5 separate regions of the Mus musculus genome follow, and all the other regions are linked to region 1. Evidence: chromatin contacts called from public Hi-C, HiCAR-type and promoter capture Hi-C data. All regions are on one chromosome and are shown on one strand. Each heading gives the region's core, a stretch centred on a gene start, on an enhancer-like site or on the middle of the called end of the contact. The rest is flanking DNA. Distances are from core to core; before and after follow the strand shown.

The links. Promoter capture Hi-C pulls out the DNA fragments that hold promoters and counts their contacts. Hi-C and Micro-C count contacts between places; a contact is called where the count stands out from the background. HiCAR-type assays count read pairs that join an accessible place to other places. Capture Hi-C pulls out chosen DNA fragments and counts their contacts.
Region 2: a promoter capture Hi-C map of liver shows a contact between it and region 1, with 4 times the contacts expected there. The contact joins the promoter of Sod1 here to the promoter of N6amt1 in region 1. A contact is called at or near these places in 2 of 39 promoter capture datasets (liver and pre-B cells), 1 of 115 datasets of contacts at active chromatin or transcription factors (astrocytes) and 1 of 9 other capture datasets (liver).
Region 3: a Hi-C map of B cells shows a contact between it and region 1, with 5 read pairs. The contact joins the promoter of Mir155hg here to the promoter of N6amt1 in region 1. A contact is called at or near these places in 4 of 39 promoter capture datasets (hippocampal neurons, liver and maxillary cranial neural crest), 1 of 484 Hi-C or Micro-C datasets (B cells), 3 of 115 datasets of contacts at active chromatin or transcription factors (astrocytes, bone marrow-derived dendritic cells and large pre-B cells) and 1 of 9 other capture datasets (embryonic stem cells).
Region 4: a HiCAR-type map of astrocytes shows a contact between it and region 1, with 7 times the contacts expected there. The contact joins the promoter of Jam2 here to the promoter of N6amt1 in region 1. A contact is called at or near these places in 6 of 39 promoter capture datasets (cranial neural crest, embryonic stem cells, frontonasal cranial neural crest and 3 more), 6 of 115 datasets of contacts at active chromatin or transcription factors (astrocytes and embryonic stem cells) and 1 of 9 other capture datasets (embryonic stem cells).
Region 5: a promoter capture Hi-C map of liver shows a contact between it and region 1, with 4 times the contacts expected there. The contact joins the enhancer-like site here to the promoter of N6amt1 in region 1. A contact is called at or near these places in 3 of 39 promoter capture datasets (cranial neural crest, hippocampal neurons and liver), 2 of 115 datasets of contacts at active chromatin or transcription factors (extraembryonic endoderm stem cells and trophoblast stem cells) and 2 of 9 other capture datasets (adipose tissue and embryonic stem cells).

Annotation. Positions count from the first base shown.
Region 1 is chr16:87,352,883-87,355,500 of GRCm38.p6, reverse strand. It overlaps N6amt1 (N-6 adenine-specific DNA methyltransferase 1 (putative)), which reads right to left and starts at 1,316. Exons shown (of 6, transcript NM_026366.2): 1 at 1,115-1,316. The coding sequence starts at 1,248.
Region 2 is chr16:90,219,441-90,222,058 of GRCm38.p6, reverse strand. It overlaps Sod1 (superoxide dismutase 1, soluble), which reads right to left and starts at 1,297. Exons shown (of 5, transcript NM_011434.2): 1 at 1,130-1,297. The coding sequence starts at 1,201.
Region 3 is chr16:84,711,721-84,714,338 of GRCm38.p6, reverse strand. It overlaps Mir155hg (Mir155 host gene (non-protein coding)), which reads right to left and starts at 1,316. Exons shown (of 2, transcript NR_132106.1): 1 at 1,246-1,316; 2 at 1-286. It overlaps Mir155 (microRNA 155), which reads right to left and starts at 199; the gene lies at 135-199.
Region 4 is chr16:84,772,825-84,775,442 of GRCm38.p6, reverse strand. Jam2 (junction adhesion molecule 2) reads right to left here and starts at 1,320. Exons shown (of 10, transcript NM_023844.5): 1 at 890-1,320. The coding sequence starts at 956.
Region 5 is chr16:85,127,251-85,129,868 of GRCm38.p6, reverse strand. The region is part of intron 1 of App (amyloid beta (A4) precursor protein); the gene reads left to right. Among named protein-coding and RNA genes, the nearest start is that of App, 45 kb to the left of the region's middle. Within about 2 kb of position 1,333, at least 64 of the 459 cell types and tissues checked have an H3K27ac peak or open chromatin away from gene starts, as enhancers often do.

The sequences.
Region 1 (2,618 bases), core at 67-2,566:
CTAGAATTCCTAGCCTTTGTAACAAGGTCAGCTCTATTACAGCATACGAAGCAATGCAATTTGTAGCTGTAAATTTTTCTGAGCTGTTTTGAGCATTCAAGTTACAATTCAGTGCTCCACGAGATATTCCAGTAGCTCAAAATGCTCCACCATCTATGAAGAAAGACTGGTTTTATAGGCAGAAAAAAAGTGACAATATAAATAAACATGATGGCTATTTCGTTCTGGAGACACCCAGTAGGAATCTTGGCCATTAAGTTAATGACCCATATTCTTTCGGCAAACTATTTTATTAGAGTGATTATATGTATGTGTGCAGAATGGTCCTCAGCATTGTAACTGAACCTCCAAGAACAACCTGTAGTAGTTTCTGAGGCCGGAACTCAGGTCTGCAGGCTTGACAGCGAGTGCCTTTACCAGCTGAGCCATCTTTCCCGTTCTCAGCTCAAATTCTTTTCTCAGAAAAGTTAACATGTGGGCATTTACTATTTATGTCAATTAAAGCTATGGCCAATCCTTCAACAAATCAGGCTAGTGAAAATCCTACCGGCGGAGGCACGTGACTATTTAAACCTTCCCTAATAGTTCTAACCACATGCAACTAAAATTCTAACAGTTCAATTAAAAAACAAAACAAAACAAAAAAATCCCAGTTGCAATAACACTTTAAGTGCTCAGACGGCTAGTGGTTGTTCCTTGACTAGGTTGAGTGAATTTAATAGTTCACTGATCCTTATGTGTTCTTCCTTTGCTAGAGGATGTTATTCTTGCACTAAGGCGAGTTTTACATATTCACTTAAAAAAATTAAAATAGAAAATTAGGAAAGTTTTGGGACATCTTGCTTCTGGTTGCTAAACTCCGGCTGCTCCTCAGAGGCGCGTTTACATTCTTCAGATTAACAGCTAAAAGGCAGGGCAGGGTGACCTTGAAGCCGCAGGAACATCTGAGCGATGCTCTAACCCCAGCCCGCCGGACACGCCTCCTTTACCCCTCTCTGCTGTCAATCACCAGAAAGTAGGCCGGCCCACCACTTCCGGAGGAGGGCGGCAAGTTCCGGCTTCCGCCTCCCGGCCACCCCGTTCTCTCCCCCTGAGGCGCGCACCCTCCTCGCACCCTGCTAGCTCGGCCGCCGCCGCCTCGAGCGCGTCCAGTAACAGGAACGTGTCCTCCGCTGGCTCGTACACGTCGCGGAAGGCTCCGCGACCCACGTGCCCGTACAACGGCGTGGGGACACTCGGCGCCGCCATCTTTTCCCTTCCGCTTCCTATGGGCGGGCGTTGAGTACGCACGCGTCAGGCTTGCTGCGCATGCGCTTTTGTCTTACACTGGGTGGCGTTTGGGGTGAAAGAGCTTGTTGGGCTCTCTGGAACTTTTAAGCAACCTCTAACATCCGTTTTCAACTTGTGCTTACTTTTATCGGCTACCCTAATATTGAGCATCGTCAGTTATTTTGTACTAAGGTGACTGCTTTATTCTAATGACATTTGGAAAGTTTCTTCCCTTTTAAACTTGTAAGCACTTGCAAAAATAGTGTTTACAAAATTTATTGTTTTTTAAGCAACTGAAATGTAAATACCCATCTATAAGATTATGACTACTTTTATTTGCTTAATTTTGTTATACAGATTCTCACTGTCTTGGAATTTACTATGTAGGCCAGTCTGGCCAGGAACTCATAGTGATCCTCCACCTGCCTCTGTCTCCTGAGTGCTGGGACTATAAAAGCTGTGGCACCATGCCCAGCTTTTATGACTTTTAATTTTTATTTTGTATTTGACAATATTATACATGGATAACACTTTCATTCATTGAAATTATAGTTTGGGCTGGGCTGTGGTGGCTCTTGCCTTTAATCCCAGCACTCTGGAGACCGAGGCAGGCAGATCTCTGCTTGTTCTACAAAGAGAGTTCCAGGACAGCCAGGGCTACATAAAGAAATCCAGTCTCCGAAAAACAATGAAACAAAACAGAGACAATGGTTTGGAGGGCTGGGGAAGTGCTCAGGGGTTGAGACCTTGTACTGCACTTGAAGAAGACAAAAGTTTGGTTTCCTGCACCTTTGTTTGGTGGCTCACAACTCCCTATAACCCCAGCTCCAGGTTGTTGCTCTTCCTGCGTCAGTGTCACTGTTGTGCCCATACATACAGGCAAAAAAATAACATACAGAAAATCATAGTCTTTAAAAAAATGTAAGGGGCTGGAGAGATGGTTCTGGAATAAGGCTATTATTGAGGACTAGAATTTGGTCCCCAGTACCCACAGCAGGTGGTTCACAAACAGAGTAACTCCAGTTCCTGGGAGTTAAATCTTCTGTTCTCTGGCGGCATCACAAATACAGACTTGAAAATGGCAAGAAAGCTCTGCTGGTAAAAGGCAGGTAGGTGCTGCCAAACCTGAGCACATGGAGCAGGTCCCTGAGACTCACACAGTGGAAGGAGAAAACCTATTCTTAGAGTTCTCAGACCTCCAAGGGTATGGCAGCATACATGTGCACACATGCACAAACATCTAAATATAATACGGAAATATTTTTTTAGAGTGTCATGTGCCGCGAGAATTTGTTATTTTCACATGCATCCTTAAAATGTCTTTGGCATACAAGCAATGAAATGAAATA
Region 2 (2,618 bases), core at 48-2,547, 2.9 Mb before region 1:
AGAAAAATCTGATTCTGAAAAGTTGGCAACAGGTTAAATCAACCAGCTTTGATTACAACTGCCAATCTGGAATGCTTAACTATCGTTTCATTGGGTACAAAGGGCACCAGCGATGTGTAGTTTGCAGCGTCACAAAAATAGTGCGAGCTGCTCTGGCATGGCATGGTGGAAGATGACAGAAACCCACACACAGGGGTAAGACCCAGCCGAACTTCGTCTTTCTCACAGTGAATTACGTGGGGAGGAGAAAAAGACAAAAACAAAAAACTTCCACAGGAAAACAACAAAACGCATTTCAATGCCAAGAAACTGCTGGAAACGAGGCTAGTTACGAAAAACTCTAAATTGCCGTTATCAGTTCTCGTCGTAAACCAAACACTTGGGATTCACTATGGTGTCTGCCTTCTCACACGTATGTCCACCACTTCAGAGAGCACATAACGCTCATTTATCAAATATTCTCTCGGGATTAAGGTGAATACAACAACGGTAACCTCCCTAAGGCTCTGGACACAACCTTACCACACACATCTTCCCTGTGACGCATGTGTTTTTGCAGGGTCACAGTATTTTCGAAAATATCTCTATGTACTTTTCCAAAATGTGCTCAGAAACTCGCTGTGGTAGAAAAAACCCACAGCCGGGTCTCTCTCTGGAGTGCAAAGCAAGGGACGGCTGTCCAAGGCCATCTCTTTCTTTCCGCCTTGCGACACGACCCTGACCTAGTACAGAACAGCCCAGGACTTTGCTTTAAAGTGCCGCAAACGCGTCCTGCGGCCTTAGTCCGGTCTGGCACCACCGGGTTCAAATATTCTTACAACAATCGCAGCCGGTGGCCACGGGGCTCTGAGCCTGTGGGACACGGACACCGGAAAAGCAGCAGCCCCAGAAGGATAACGGATGCCAAGCCGGCTCTCCCGGGCAGGCCCAGCCGCTCCGGGGCGCGGGGAGGCCCCCGCCCGCCCGGAAGGCCCCGCGGCGCCCCGGGCCTCGCTTCCCGGCGCCCAGCCCCTGCCCCAGGCCACGGTGACTCAGCACTTAGCGGGCTCAGGCCGTGGCGGGGGCGTGGCGTGCTCCCGCACAGGTGCGCCGCGTCACCGCGGCCTGCGCCCCGCGCCCCGGGCCTTGCCTTCTGCTCGAAGTGGATGGTTCCCTGCACCGGACCGTCGCCCTTCAGCACGCACACCGCTTTCATCGCCATGCTTCCCCGGGAGACGCGCGGCGGCCTCCTCCGGAGGGACCAGAGAGAGCAAGACGAGAAGCCGACGGACGGAAGGCGCCGCAGGAAAGGACCGCGCAAAAAAACGAGGCCCTGGCGCCACGGAGCTTTTATAGGCCTGAGTCTGACCACGCCCACCTTGGCACGGAACCAATCGCTACCCGCGGCCTCCGCCCGCCCTTCGTGGAGCTCCCTGGCCGCGGGGCACGCTGGGGGCGGGGCGGAGGGTAGCTCCGGCTCCTGGAGCGTGCGGACTGAGAAAGTTCCCGAGGAGCCTGAGCGGGGAAAGTCGCTATTGTCTTCTAACTGTGACGTCGGCCGAGTCGCCGCGGAAACCGAGAACACGAGGCCCGCGTGCGCGCCTGGAAGGTCTGAACCCACTGTGTCTGGAAATGCGGATTGTCACTGACTTTGCACAGCGCGCCTCGGTTGCAGTGTGAAAGTTGAGATGCGCCAAGATGGATGCCCAGTGTCATTTCCAGCTTTATTTTCTCATGATGTCTAAAATGTGTAAAGCCCATGTTCTATCTCTAGACACACCCCCGTTTCTTACTTATTTTTTACTTCTTTTATTTTTGTTACTAGAGCTGGAGATTAGACAGTCCCCACCCCCCACCCCGCCCCCTGCATGACAGACAAGTGCTCTGCCAGTTAAGACACACACACACACACACACACACACACACACACGCAAAACACAAGAAAATCAAGAGGAAGGAAGACCAACGTGTGGATACTTCATTCCTCCTTAAAATAACGAACAAAATACCCATGGACGGAGTTACAGAGACACAGTTTGGAGCTGAGACAAAAGGATGGACCATCCAGAGACTGCCCCACCTGGAGATCCGTGCCATAATCAGCCACCAAATGCAGACACTATTGCGTATGCCAGCAAGATTTTGCTGAAAGGACCCTGATATAGCTGTCTCGTGTAAGGCTTTGCCAGTGCCTGGCAAATACAGAAGTGGATGTTCACAGTCATCTATTGGATGGAACACAGGGCCCCTAATGGAGGAGCTAGAGAAAGTACCCAAGGAGCTGAAGGGGTCTACAACCCTATAGGTGGAACAACAATATGAACTACCCAGTACCTCCGGAGCTCGTGTTTCTAGCTGCATATGTAGCAGAAGATGGCCAACTCGACAATCACTGGGAGGAGAGGCCCTTGGTCTTGCAAATTTATATGCCTCAGTACAGTGGAATGCCAGGGCCAAGAAGTGGGAGTGGGTGGGGAGGGGAGCAGGGGGGCGTGGTATAGGGGACTCCCCAGATAGCATTTGAAATGTAAATGAAGAAAATAATAAAAATTTGAAAAAAAAAAAGACACACATACCTTTTTAAAAATATCACACTGTGTACCTTTGGCTCTCATGGAACTCATTGTGTAGAACAGACA
Region 3 (2,618 bases), core at 67-2,566, 2.6 Mb after region 1:
TAACCAGGTTATGACTAGCACATTAAATGATAGAGTCTGACATCTACGTTCATCCAGCAGGGTGACTCTTGGACTTGTCATCCTCCCACGGTGGCCATTTGTTCCATGTGAGTGCTAGTAACAGGCCTTGTGTCCTGTTAATGCTAACAGGTAGGAGTCAGTCAGAGGCCAAAACCCCTATCACAATTAGCATTAACAGCATACAGCCTTCAGCAAGCCTCCAGCAGCCAGAGGATAAGGGATATGCAACTTAAACCACACACTTCCCCTTCCTGGTTTGCAGCACCTGCAAAGAGAAAAAGAAATAGTTGTGTGTACGCACACAGTTAGTTATAAAGTAGAGTGAACGATTATGAATCTGAAGGCAAGGTAGACTTCAGCTTTGAAAGAAAAGAGCTCTGAAATGCTTCTAAGTAAATTTTGGAAAATTTTTGTAAGGTTTGCAATTTAAAAACTAATTATAAAATCAAACTTTAAATTCTGTGGAAATATTTGAATACATGTATCATTTTTAACACAGCCACGGTTCATAGTTCTACAATGCTGAAGTTCAAAGGACACAACTTCAGTTCTGGGTAATATTCTGACGTACATCCCACAGGTCACTAGGCAATTCAAGAAATCTCAGATATTTAGGATGGTACTTTATGATTTTTGAAAGTTAAAACTCAATGGATGAACCCATTTTGATTCTATAAATAGTAGTTGCGATTTTCACCTTATTCGTTTTTCTTTTTCTTCAAGATAGGGGGTACAGCCAGGGCAGGTCTGCCCTGAAAGGTATCTGAAAATGCTCCTGTTGTCCTCCAGTGATTCCTTTGGGGACTCACAAACCGGTGGCTTCAGTTTGACCCATGTAAAGGAAGTGCGCCTTAAAGAGCTCTGACTCAAGGGACTTGTCTCCAGCAGAGTGGTTTAGAAAAAGAAAAAAGATGAATTTGCTGTTTCCTGTTAGAGTTGGATTTTACTCTCTCAGATAAAGTGACATTTCTCCCACAAGTTTCTGGTTTCAGTGTTACTGTACGCGAACCTAGAAGTTCAAGCATCACTCAAGTCTGTGGTTCCCTTTAGGACCAGAGGGGAACCACCTTTTCTTTTCTTTAATAATGAAACCAGCTAGATGTAGAAATGTGATTAAGTTCAAAAGAAATGCATCAAGTTAAAAATTCCCCAGTGAATATATTTTGACAGGGCAGAATATCGTGGCTTGGAAATTTCCAAACCAAGGAAATATATCATACTTACTGATAGTATTTCTTTTTTAAACTTTGCTGTTTTCTCAGATGAGCTGGTTTCATGAGGAAAGTCTGTGAATTACACAGTTTCAATCTTGGATTTTATTTCAGCCAAAAGAAAGACTGTAATAATACCTTTTCTCTTCATAGTGCATTGAACTCAGTAAGTCCTCAGTAAATCTATTAAGATTCTAGTGTTCTACTTCATGCCATATTATTGACCCATTAGGGAGAATATATGCAACTGTGCATGTGTGCATGAGTGCCTACATAACCCCATTCCAATTTAAGTAAATAACTTATCTATAAGTTCTGTTTCTATCCTTTAAAGATACCATCTGAATAAAGGTATTACCAAGAATATATTTAGTATAGGTAGCCAAGGTTGCCCTATATAACCTAGGCTGGCCTTGAACTCATGACCTTACACTTCAGTCTCCCAAATTCTGGAATTATAGCCATATACCACCACATCTGGCTATATATATATAGCCATATATACATATATATGTATAGCCATATATACATATATATGTATATTACATATATACATACATGTGTGCACACATACACACCTATCTATCTATCTATCTATCTATCTATCTATCTATCTATCTATCTATCTATCTATCATCTATCTACATGAAAAGCCTAGGTTTGATTCCCAAGTACCACATACATGGACACTGGTGCAGCCTTTGATCTCAGGACTTGAGAGATGGACTTAGGAGGATCATGAGCTCAGGGCTGTTCCCAATTACTTATCACCTCTGGGGTCAGCTTGGGCTATATTGGACCCCGTCTCAATAAATAATAAAATATAATGTTAGGAATTGCTATTGCAATCAACTCTTTTGACCTTAGGTAAAAATCTCGACCAACCTTAAGCACTATATTTAGTTCAGACAAATCGTAAGTCCAGGTCCCATTCACTATGTGGCATATCACCATTTCTCTGTGGTATAGCCTAAACCTAAGGACATTCCAGGAGAATATAATTAGACTTTTCTTCAGGATAATATTTTGAGGTATAAGGGAGGCATAGAATGTCACAATCTGTCTAGTCTTGCTGATTTGCCAGGGAAAATGTTATCAGCTAAGGTACTCAGAGAAGAATATGTCCTATACTGGATCTTTTTATTTTTAGTAATTTTTTTGTGGTAACACACACACACACATGTATCTCACACATATAACACACACACACAGACACACACATACAGAGTAGGGTAGATGAACTTTTGGAGCTGTAAGAAAGGGCATCATATTCATACTCATCTTCAACTTTCATCATATACATATACACACATATATCTACATACATACATACATACATACATACATACATACACACATATACATACATACATACATACATACATA
Region 4 (2,618 bases), core at 71-2,570, 2.6 Mb after region 1:
TAGTGAAGAAACCAACAGAACAAAAGATAACAGGGAGGGGGAGGGTGTTTATCATCATCATCAACAACAACAACAACAACAACAACAAGGACTTCCTCACTTAAAAATAGATAGTAATTTCCTACCTTTTCCTAAAAAGTTAACGCGAAGAAAACAAAAATCAAATTTCAAATCACATTAGGCCAGCACCCGCGCAAATCCTCTTTCAAAGTACCCAGAGAAACTAAACTGGCTTTGGGACGCCTCCGCAGCTATGCCAGCTGCCAGCTCGCTCATTCATCGCCTGCGCCTTTCTAACAATCCTAACAGCCAGTCCCGCTGGCTGGACATCCCCTGAGGACACGGCAGCTGGCTGGAGCGGACAGACTTCTCTAAGCCGGTTTTGCAGGCGTAAAGGCGAAAAGCTACTGGGGCTCAGCTAATTTCACCCCGCTACCGCCTCTAAAGTGCTTTACCCAGCACCTTGCCCGGGGCAGCTGGGACCGTAACCACTGATCCCTCAGCCGCAGCTACTTAAGAGTGGCCTTCGCCAACCCCGGATGCCATCTTTCTTGGGCTCTTCGCATCTTGAATACTTAGAGAGTTTTGCATTCTGATCACGTCCCGGTGTCTTTGAAAACTTCCTCGGACTTTGCAAGGAGATGAGGATCGTCTGTTTTCTTCAATTCTTAACTGCCCAGATCCAACACTATTTACAAGACGCACAGGACTTCAGTCTCCCTGCCCAGAGCCTGCCCTCATCCAGATTACCCTCCGTGCTCCCAGACTGCAAAGCCTGGCGCCCCGAGACAGACCCCCTAGCACTGAGCGCCATGCCTGCAGGCGAGGGTCCCGGAGGCTGGTATAGCCAGACCGGAGGGTGGAAAGGACTGTTACCCCAGAGACTTACAGTCCAGGGCGACGATCAAGTAGTGTAGCAGCAGCAGCATCAGGAGGCCTTGGGGGCTCCTCGCCATCTACGCGGGCGCCAGCTGGCTGCCTAGCTGAGGGTCCCCCTGCAGGAGCGCGACAGGCGGCTGGGTCTCCCAGCACTTCGCCCGGCGGCGGAGCAGAGGAGGTCCCTGAGAGGTGGAAGCAGAGGGGCGGGTCCTGTCCCGATGTCAGTCTCTCCGGTCTGGGGTGTCTCCAGCGACTGTCGTGGGGGCAGGTCTTCTGGCCCTAGGACGTGGTGTCTGGGACAGTCCTTCTTTTGAAGGGTGGAAGAGGGTTGAGGGGAGGGCGTGGACGCGGGACGCGGTGTCCGCAGGGTCCTAAGCGAGTGGCGGCAGAGGACTAGCCTCTTGAGGGAGAACCCTGCAGGTCGGCCCCCCGCCCCCAGACTGATCCGCTTTGTGTCTAGTCCCGCGCTAGGCTGCCAGCTGTCCCCAGGGCGAGGAGCTGGGGGCAGGAGGAGCGCAGCCGGGTGGGATGGGCAGGGTGTGTGTGTGTTGGGAGCGGTAGTGGCTCGGTCTGTCTCGCCATGTCTCTCCTCTTGGCGCAAAAAAACTTCCTTTTCAGTGTTTTGCCTAGCGTGGGAGATATTTTTTGGAAAATTTCTATCTAGCGGACAAAACCGCTGGCGAAGCGCTCTTAAAGTATAGGGGCATGAGCTCAGCCCCTGCCTCTAGAAAGGGGGGGTGGGGAGGGGCGGAGGGGGCGGGGGACAAAGGCATCACTCAAGTTGCAAGTCAGGTCCCAGATTTTATCATCAGGCTTAGCCTCTTCTGGCTTCAAGTCCGTCCTCCCCGTCCCCCCAACCCCTTAGAGAGTTAAGGTGTGTTCTGGGCTCTTGGCTTCTTAGTTGTCATCTGGAAGTTCATCTAACGGTGTGAAATATTTATCTTGTTTCTTCCCCGTTATGTAACTGCCGCCTGTGGAGTTTTCCACATGTTAAAACTCTACAGCTGCCCTTTTGTCAGGTTTATTTTTGGTCTCATGTGCTTTTAAAAGGGAAATCCATTATGAATGCTCCAGTGCGTGCTTTAAAATTGACCCGCACTTCGGAAGCGTGCACTTGCAAAGGCGATTTTCACATTTCCTCTCCAGAACTGATGGCTGGGGCATTCAAGAAAATTGACCCGTCTGTGTAAAGGCCGTTGTCAGGTGAAGACATTTTTTAAAATCGTTTTAAATAAAGCTAAATAATAAATAATTATGTGTAGAGGATGGCTGATTTAGTGGTGGACCACTTACAAAGAATTGAGCCAGCCTTGCGGACAAAGGCTTAAGATATACTTAGATATGCAGAGCTGTGAGGAATGAGGCATCCCCACTGTTGCCTGGGCAACAGTGATGAAAGCTTTGGCCCTCATGGGGAAGGGGAGGGGACAGAAGACCCCTGAGGGCAAGAAAAGCAAAGTTAAAAAAAAAAAAAAAAAAAAAGGCAAAAATGGAGCTGGTAGCCCAAACTCACAAACAGTAAGGGAGTAAGGGTGTCATCTAACTTAAGACTTAAGGCAAAAAAAAAAAAAAAAAAAAAAAAAGACTTAAGGCCTGTGCTCAGAGACAGGTTAAGTCAATTGTCCTTGACAATCCAATTAAAAGAGTCAAATTAGTCGTGAAAACTGAGAAGAGAAAGGGAGAGATATTGATTGATTGATTGATTGATTCGATATAGCCACATTGTAGAGTTCCAGTGA
Region 5 (2,618 bases), core at 84-2,583, 2.2 Mb after region 1:
TTGGATTGCAAACTAACTTTGAACCTAATCCTTGGGTTATCTCACAAATACTTCTGTTTTTGTTTTTTTTTTTTAAATTCCAATTTCTAATCCATTTATAGTTGGTTAAGCAGCAGTCTGCCTGCCAGTCTTTGCTAGGCCTTCCTATAATGCAAGCTTTCAGCGGCAGTTATTAATCTCGTGGGTGTTGAATGATAAACGCTGCTGCTTTCAATAGACCTCTTGGTTTCCTGCTGGGCATCAGCAGGGAGCATGCTTCAGTAGCCTTGAGATGGGGCAGAGTTTTGGGGTCAGCTGGAGAACACCTGTGTGGCCCTCATTTGCAGAGCATGGCATCCACAGAGGCCAGGAAAAGCTTCTAAGAGCGCTGAGTTGTAATTTGAAGCTATGTCAGCAAGTGACTCCAAAGAATGACGAGTTTCCAGGTGTGAAAACTACCTACATTAAGTCTGTGAGAGCGGTTATTTCCCCTCCCCTCCCCCTTCTCTACTCACTTTTGTAACAGATCCTTCTAGGCTGGAACTCAGGCTGGACATGGCTATACTGTAAAGGTACTGTGACTTACTGTGACCACCATGTGGGTAATTTGAGGAGCAGGGTTCTAACAGCCGTCGTGGTTCACTTTTCTGTACGTGTTTGGTGGGCAATTCTATCCTTTGTCCCCACACACATATGCATCTGCCTTTGACAGACAGTGGCCAACTTCTCTCTGCCTCTGACACTCTAGCCATGGATGAAATCTTAGTCTAGTCCTGCTTCAAGTTGGCCTAAATGATCTTTGCACTTTCTTTCCTTTCCTCGATTGTAATTTAAGCCCTAGTTTCCTGTTATTGACGAAACGATGCTCTGCGTATGTTCTCTGTGGATGATGGGTTAGAGGGACCCTCCCTCGCAGAGTCTTGTCTTTTGGTTGGAGTAGCAAAATTTGCTCATAGTGATTATTCATCCTTAAAAGGAGCTCACAGGCAAACTTCCTAGATTGTCATTACGGAAATCAGTTCATGACCTTTGAAAGGGGAGAAGGCGTTCAGGGTTGAATTTAAAAGAAACTTGGAGTGTACAGTGTGTGTGTGTGTGTGTGTGTGTGTGTGTGTGTGTGTGTGTGTGTGTGTGTAAGTAATGTAATTGAACTGTGCTCAGGTTATGAGCAAGCAAATAGTATTTATGCAAGGAAAACCAAGGATAGGATAGAAATAGAATCCGTCTGTTTTTTTAAGAGCTTATACAAGAATCCCACCAAAGAAGAAAAAAATACCAAATACTACACCATACGAGAGAGAATTATTCAGGCCAGTGAGAAGCCTGCTTGGATGTAGAAACCAGATGGTCTTCATTAGCCAGAAACCTTAAAACGACATAAATCCACTGATGGGGCCAAGCGATGGATCCATGCCCCGTCTTGCCAAGCTGGCCTTTTTAACCAGGAAAACAGAGAGCTCCTTGTTCAAGCCCCTCTTAGCTGGGACTGGGGTGAAGAATGCTGCCAAACCCGTTCTATAAGGAATTCTGATCTTGATAATGAAAAGGAGAGAAAGTTCCTGGAGAGAAGGAGCGCCCTGTTTGAAAGGCAGAAAGAGAGCTTGTTCCAGACGCTGCCTCTTCCCTTCATTGTAAATGGTAGGGGTTGGAGGGGTAGACTTCCCCATTCACCCTCTGCAGATGGGTCCAAGTCAAGTCCATATGTTTACCTTTATTTTAGCTCTGCTGATTTAAGGCCAACATCTAGCTGCAGTACCATGAGGAAAGTCCATGGCATGTCTTTGCTCTCTGTGTTGTGGCTCAAGGAAAAAAAAAAACAAACTTTTTTGTTTTCCCTGATAGCAAAGGTTTGTTTCCAAAAAGGTTAGCCGTGTTTTTAAGAGTAATATTTCCGTGGCTCTAGCTCAGCGTTTTTTTAAGTAGCCTCTTTGCTTTTGAAGCCATGGCTGAACACCTACTGTTTCAGCTGGCTGTTTTGTTTGTTGGCACCGAACACTGTTTTCCCATGGGAAAAATATCTCCAGTTTCAGGATGGCGGCAGCAATCCATACAGGTTATTTTCATACGCAGCCTCCACAAAACCACACGAACCACGCAGAGCCACCTGTGTACAGTATGGGTTCTAGCCCGCACTGTTGACTTACATTTCTGAAAAAAATAACCTGGTGGTGCTAATCCCACTGGTGGAGATTAAGACCACTGAAAGAATTTTTTGATCCAAATTTGAAGCAAGCTTTTAATTAAATACTGGCCAGGATGATGAACTCTGGCGGGGTCCATTCTTGGGGTCCCAGGAAACAGTAAAGAGTAACCTTCTGCAGAGGTTTGAAAAGGCCACCCCAACAGGCCACCATGTTTCCCATCAGGGCCATCCAGAGCAAGTGTAGGTCCAGACGTACTTCCTGCTTGTGTACCTCCTACCTACATCCATCCAATCTGGGCCAAAGGTCCTACATCCTGAGATAATTCCTGTCTGCATGCATCTGGTGCAGTTGAGTCAAGCAAACTTGTTTAAGGGAGTTGCTTCCAGCCTCTCTGCAAGGATCTGTCCTTGGGCAAGGGACTTACAGGTTAGAGGCATTGTTGTTTAATGGATCTCTTAGGCACAGTAATTAGAACATACCTTTGGCTCTCACGGC